2 separate regions of the Mus musculus genome follow, and region 2 is linked to region 1. A link is a contact called in public promoter capture Hi-C data. All regions are on one chromosome and are shown on one strand. The core of a region is the stretch at or near the end of the contact, and the rest is flanking DNA. Distances in the headings are between cores, read along the strand shown.

The links. Promoter capture Hi-C pulls out the DNA fragments that hold promoters and counts their contacts.
Region 2: a promoter capture Hi-C map of the HPC-7 cell line shows a contact between it and region 1, with 3 times the contacts expected there. The contact joins the promoter of Xrn2 here to the enhancer-like site in region 1. A contact is called at or near these places in 7 of 39 promoter capture datasets (the 3T3-L1 cell line, the HPC-7 cell line, hippocampal neurons and 3 more) and 1 of 115 datasets of contacts at active chromatin or transcription factors (large pre-B cells).

Annotation. Positions count from the first base shown.
Region 1 is chr2:145,954,847-145,957,707 of GRCm38.p6, reverse strand. The region is part of intron 6 of Cfap61 (cilia and flagella associated protein 61); the gene reads right to left. Among named protein-coding and RNA genes, the nearest start is that of Cfap61, 21 kb to the right of the region's middle. Within about 2 kb of position 1,482, at least 10 of the 459 cell types and tissues checked have an H3K27ac peak or open chromatin away from gene starts, as enhancers often do. A contact at or near this core is called in the HPC-7 cell line, where this site is marked.
Region 2 is chr2:147,011,658-147,014,395 of GRCm38.p6, reverse strand. Xrn2 (5'-3' exoribonuclease 2) reads right to left here and starts at 1,397. Exons shown (of 30, transcript NM_011917.3): 1 at 1,200-1,397. The coding sequence starts at 1,274.

The DNA of each region.
Region 1 (2,861 bases), core at 233-2,732:
ATATGTTTCTTTTTCATCCTCTTGCAGCGGAGGCGGGAGAAGTACCCTTTCCTTTCCAAGATCTCTTGTGCCCTCTAGTGGTCTTCTTATGGAAATTAACTTCCATCCTTTACATGGTCCTTTCTAGAACTTTAAAACTGGTGTTTAGAGTCAGTTAACTTCGGATCATTGGAAAATGTGATCTTTTTAAGTGAGGTGGATTTTAAAATTCCAGACGTTCTGAGTGATTAGAAGGGCTTCAAAGCATGCAGCAGGCCATGTAAGTTCCCATCATCCAGACCGCTGGGGTCCATGTGCCAATCTTGACAAAGGCAATCTACAGCTCCTGGAGGACTGTCCACCAAACCATGTCTGGCAGGGGGACTGGTGACAAATTTCCCGGGGCACAAGAAAAGCCCCGGCTAAATGCTGTAATTGTTCTACATTTCCTTTTAAAATGGGCCTGGATCCTCTTAACTTAGAGGTCAAAACATCAAATCCCCAGGAGCTGCTTAGAAGTCAAACTGGAAAAAAGCGTGAGACCATCAAATGTCTCGTAAAACTAACTTCTGGGGCTGGAGGGGTGGCTCAGTGGTTAGGAGTGCTGGCTGCTCTCCCAGAGGACCCGGGTTCAATTCCCAGCAACTACACCATTGCTCACCACCATCTGGAACTCCAGCTCCAGTGGACCCAATGCCTTCTTCTGGTACCAGGTATGCACATGGTGCAGGGACATACATTCAGAACTTTGTCTATTAAAAAGTAACTGCCTCAGGAAATGAAAGGTAGGTCTTTGTTGTTGTTTGGGTTTTTTGGTTTGGTTTCGTTTGGTTGGGTTTGTGTAACAACCCTGGCTTTCATGGAACTTAATTTGTGGGCCAAGCTGGCCTTGAGAAAGGTCGTTTTTAAAAACAAAACAAAACAAAAAAGCTTGTTTTAAATGTTTTCTTTTTGCCTTTTAAAGGTTAAAGTCTTAAATTTGTATTAATACAAATGATACACACTTGTGAGATGTGTGTGATGATTTTGGTACAAGTGTGCAACTGTAACAATCAAATCTGAACACATCTTTATCTCCTAAAACATTTACAGAGCTCCTGATTTCCTCTCTCCTGATAAAGAAAATTTTCATCTATTTGAGTCCACATGATTAACTGTAGTCATCTTTAAATAGGCAGGATGCCAGGCAGGAAACCTCAAGCTACTTCACAACACTACCAGACAGCATATAACCCTTCTCTTGACTTAGTCTTCCTTAAACCCACAAGGACCCGGAAAAGAAACCCCTCTACCACCACCGCTCCAAGGCCAAGCCAGTCTTTCTAAGCCGGGAACATCTCACGTCCACCACCGAAGATTAATTGAGCACACTGTAGTTTTTAAAGGTGTGTCCAGTAGCAGCTTTGCTTTGTTTCCAACATAATGAAAGACAGGGAAGAGTAACTTCCTTAATTAGTGTCTGAGTAGAAGGGCAGATTACAGCATCGTTTTCCACGCGGCTAAATCAAAGAGACAGGAGAAGGGATTACGGTGTTCATTCATTTGGTTCTGAATATGTTGCTAGTTAAATAGCGGAGGGCTAATTACATCCCCAAACCCTTCCCTGGTTTACTGTCTTAAGAACTGTGTTCATCACCATTAATTATCAGTGCAAGTGGCTACTGATGAAACAGATGTCAAATGTGGAGAAAATAAGAGTAATGTGGTGGCTTAAGAGGCGTGCGGCCACGCCTACTCCACCACGCTGTGCAATAATGCCTTTGTGTTTCTAGTGCTCTTAAGGGGGTAGGGTCCACACAAAGTTTCAAGATTTTAGACCCACAAGTTCTAAAACTCCAATCTGTTCATTTTGGATAGGGGGTTTTAAAAACGTTACATTTCTTTTTTTTTTTCTTTAATTTATTTATTTAATACATGTGAGTACACTGTAGCTGTCTTCAGACACTCCAGAAGAGGGAGTCAGATCTCATTACAGATGGTTGTGAGCCACCATGTGGCTGCTGGGATTTGAACTCAGGACCTTTGGAAGAGCAGTCAGTGCTCTTAACCGCCGAGCCATCTCTCCAGCCCTACATTTCTATACCTTCTTCAGGCAAAAGCATTGTCTGTGTCACTGTCTCCACCTGAACTCACTACTGTGCCCTCCTCTTATTGCATATGCCCCCTCCTCGTCTCTTTACACTGGGACAACATCCCCCTTGGGATTTGGTCCTTCGGATTTTCTGTGGTGTGAGCAAACAGAACAGTTAAGCCATCAAAGGCTGATGATCACGACAAGTTATCTAAAGGTTTATTTCTAGCTTTGTGGGCCCCCACTGGAAGGCCATAGCCCATGCTACAAAGTCTTAAGAGAGGAAAATGGGAAAAAAGAAAGAAAGAAAAGGAGAGGATGAGAAGCCAAGGGAGAAATTGAGATGGGATAGGAACTATCGATTGCTGTAATTGAGGGTTAGTACTATCAACTTGACAATATCTCTAGCATCATTGAAAGGTAACTCTCTGGTCACAGCTGTGAGAGACTATCCAGGTTAGGTTAGTCTCTGGACACAGCTGGAGAAGGTTATCTTGATTATATTTATGGAGGTAGGAAGCCCTGCCCACAGTGGGTGGCACCATTCCCTAACTGGGATCCTGGATTGTATAAACCTAGAAAGAGAGCCAGGCAGTAACAGGAGTTCCTGCTGTCTTCTGTTACAGTGTAACCACTGCTTCAAGCCCCTGCTGCCTTACTTTGCCACGCCTGGCTGTAGTCTTCAACTGTGAACTAGAAGGATCTTTTCCCCTTAATTTGCTTTGTCAGGGTATTTTATCACAGCTGCCTAGGAGCCAGGTGCTAGACTGAGGACAGCTTTTGTCTTTTCTCCTGTTTACCTATATCCTCA
Region 2 (2,738 bases), core at 148-2,647, 1.1 Mb before region 1:
TACGTAAGCCTTGGTTTGCTTTGAACTCTGTGTATATCTGGCTGACCTCCAAAACTCAAGCCTACCTCTCTCCCAAGTGCTGGGAGTAAAAGTATGTGCCACGCCTTGGCCCGATATACGTTTAAACGAGTTCTCCGTTAAATTACAAATTTTACCGTCAGATTTATGGATTAGCATTAGAAAAACTGGGGTGGTGGTGAATAAATAGCTAATTCCTCTTCTACCCAAAATTAGATAGACCTAAAACCGATAAATCAAACTTAACCATATTAAGAGACACAACCAAAACAGTTCAAAGTGTCTGTTACGAAAAAGTGGCTCTCCCTTTGGAAGACCCCCCCCCCCCAGGAGAACACAATGTTTATAAAGAAATAATGGTTCAGCTTAGCAATTTGTCTTTGGAGAACACAAAAATATACTAGGATTGTCACCAAAACAAAGCTTTTGGTTTCTTCTAAGACAGGAAGTGAGAAAGTAAATAACTTCAGCGGGAGAAATAGGTTCTTGGAGAGAGGCGGTTCTAAAGCCGAAAGTGGGAGGGGACACATGTGCCCGGAACTTTTCCAATCCAGAAATTCTAACTTAGAGTACAAAGTCGAACTCGACAGAATTACGCGAACGACAAAAGCAACACTCACGAATCGGAACGACTTAAAAGTCTGCCTGTAAACTAGCAAACTAACGGAGGCAGGAAGTGAAACACAGCGAGCTGCCCGGCATTCGTACAGCAAAGCCCGCCAGGGAGAAAGAGCGCTCCCCTAGCCTAGTCCTTCGTAACTAGCTGCTGCCCGCGCACGCTTAACTGCAACAAATGGCCAGGCTCGGGTGGAAAACAAGCGATCCAGCCAACGGGAACTCCGGGCTCAAGACAGTGGACCAACCAGCGGTCCCTACCCTGCCAACCTTGCTGCCCGCGCTAGGGGGGCTGACTAGCCTGGGCGCCCTTTGGAGCTCAGTGAGCGGCGCGGAGGGAACAAAGCCGTGGGCGGAGCCTGGGGTGCCCCGCTTCGCAGGCGGGGGAGGAGCCGCCCAAGCCCCCAAAGCCCCCTACTCGCCCTCGCTCCGCCCAGACCGCCTCCGGAACCGCGAACCCGCGAAGCGGCCCGTGAGGCAGCTTGGGGCGGGCGCCCATCCCCGAGGGCCTCGGCCTAGACCTGCCACGCCGGGTCCCCACTCCGGCGTACTGGCCGCCTCCTCACCTTCTCCTCCACGCAGTTGACAATGATGGACGGGTACTTGCGGCTGAGCCAGCGGAAGAACGCCGGGACTCCCATGACCAGCGGGCAGCTCGAAACAGCAGCCGGGCCAGCGGGAGAGTGTAACCAACGAGACTAGCAGGAGCGGCAGCCGCGGGCACCAGCACTTCCTCCCACGTGCGTTCAGCGGCCGGAAGTTACGTCATACCACCACCGCGGGGGATGCAGGGAAAGGAGCTCGGTTAAGTGGAAGTTCATTTAGACTGCCGGAGTGGAGGCCCGGCTGGGCGAGCTGTAGACCTGGCTCGCCGCGTTCTCTGGTAAAGCCTTTGAGAGCCGACTCCTGGCGGATGCCTTCTCCGGCAATCCAGCCAAGAGCGCCGGCCACATTAGGCCCGCAGCCGCAAAGTCCTTGTGTGGCCGAGACTTTGGAAAGGCGTGGCCTATCTTACTTCCTTTCTCACAATCAGTCTTGAGCTGAATAGAAGCATCTACACTCTAGTTTCCATTTCCTGGTTTCTCTCATTTCTATGCTGCTGTGCCTGGCCGAACTATGAAAAAGCATCCTCAAGTGTTTTGCAATTTTTTTTTAAAATCTGCTTTGCATAAGCAACTTTTTAAAAATATGTTTAAGATTTATTTTTAGTTACGCAATGTGTGTATATGTACATGTGGCTTTGTGAACGAGTGCTGGTACCTGTGGAGGCCAGAGGTTTCAAATCCCCTGGAGCTGGAGTTACAAACAGCAGTATTCAGCCTGCTGTGGCTGCCAGCAATCAAACTCTACTTTGGAAAAACAGCATGAACGCTTTACTGCTGAGCCATCTCTCAGCCCAACGAGGTCACTTTAAACAGTTGCAGAGTCTAGCCAAAATTTGCTAATATCACGTTCTAGCATTTATTGAGTACCTGTGATGTGCTTAGGCAAGGAACTAAAGAATTTTCTTATTTAATCACCAGTTGAGCCTTCTGTGCTGGCTGGCCGTGTCATTTGGGTGACTCCAGTGTAAAAAATATTCTCCAAACAGAAAAAGCAGTTTATTAGATTACGTGCATGCAGCAGGCAGGAAAGTAAAAAGCTAAAAGGGGCTTGTTTTGAGGAAGCCTGTTTCTATGTGGGCAGTAACAGCCTGGCCTTGAGGCAGTGATTGTTTGCCTGAGTCAGGCACAGTGTAACAACTCCACCCATCCTGTGGTCTTGCTCTACCGTTTTTGGGGGGGGTTTGGTTTTTTGTTTTTGTAACACAGATAACGGGTTATCAAAGAGCTAAATTGCTTGCTTATTCATACTGCTTGTATTTCACTTTAACCAAGGGTCATTTAATCCTCTGTTCTCAACCAACATGATATTTGTATCCCTTCTTTTCTGGTGGCTTCAAATGTACCCTGTCATATCCCCCATCCCACCTGCAGCATATGAAAGAAGTCTAGAAAGAGGAGGGAGGTATCTGCCCATTTGCTCAAGCTTGAAAGTCTCTTCCCTGAATCCCCCCTAGGCCTGACAAATCACAATCACAAAGGCTCACCTTAAGAGACCTCTAA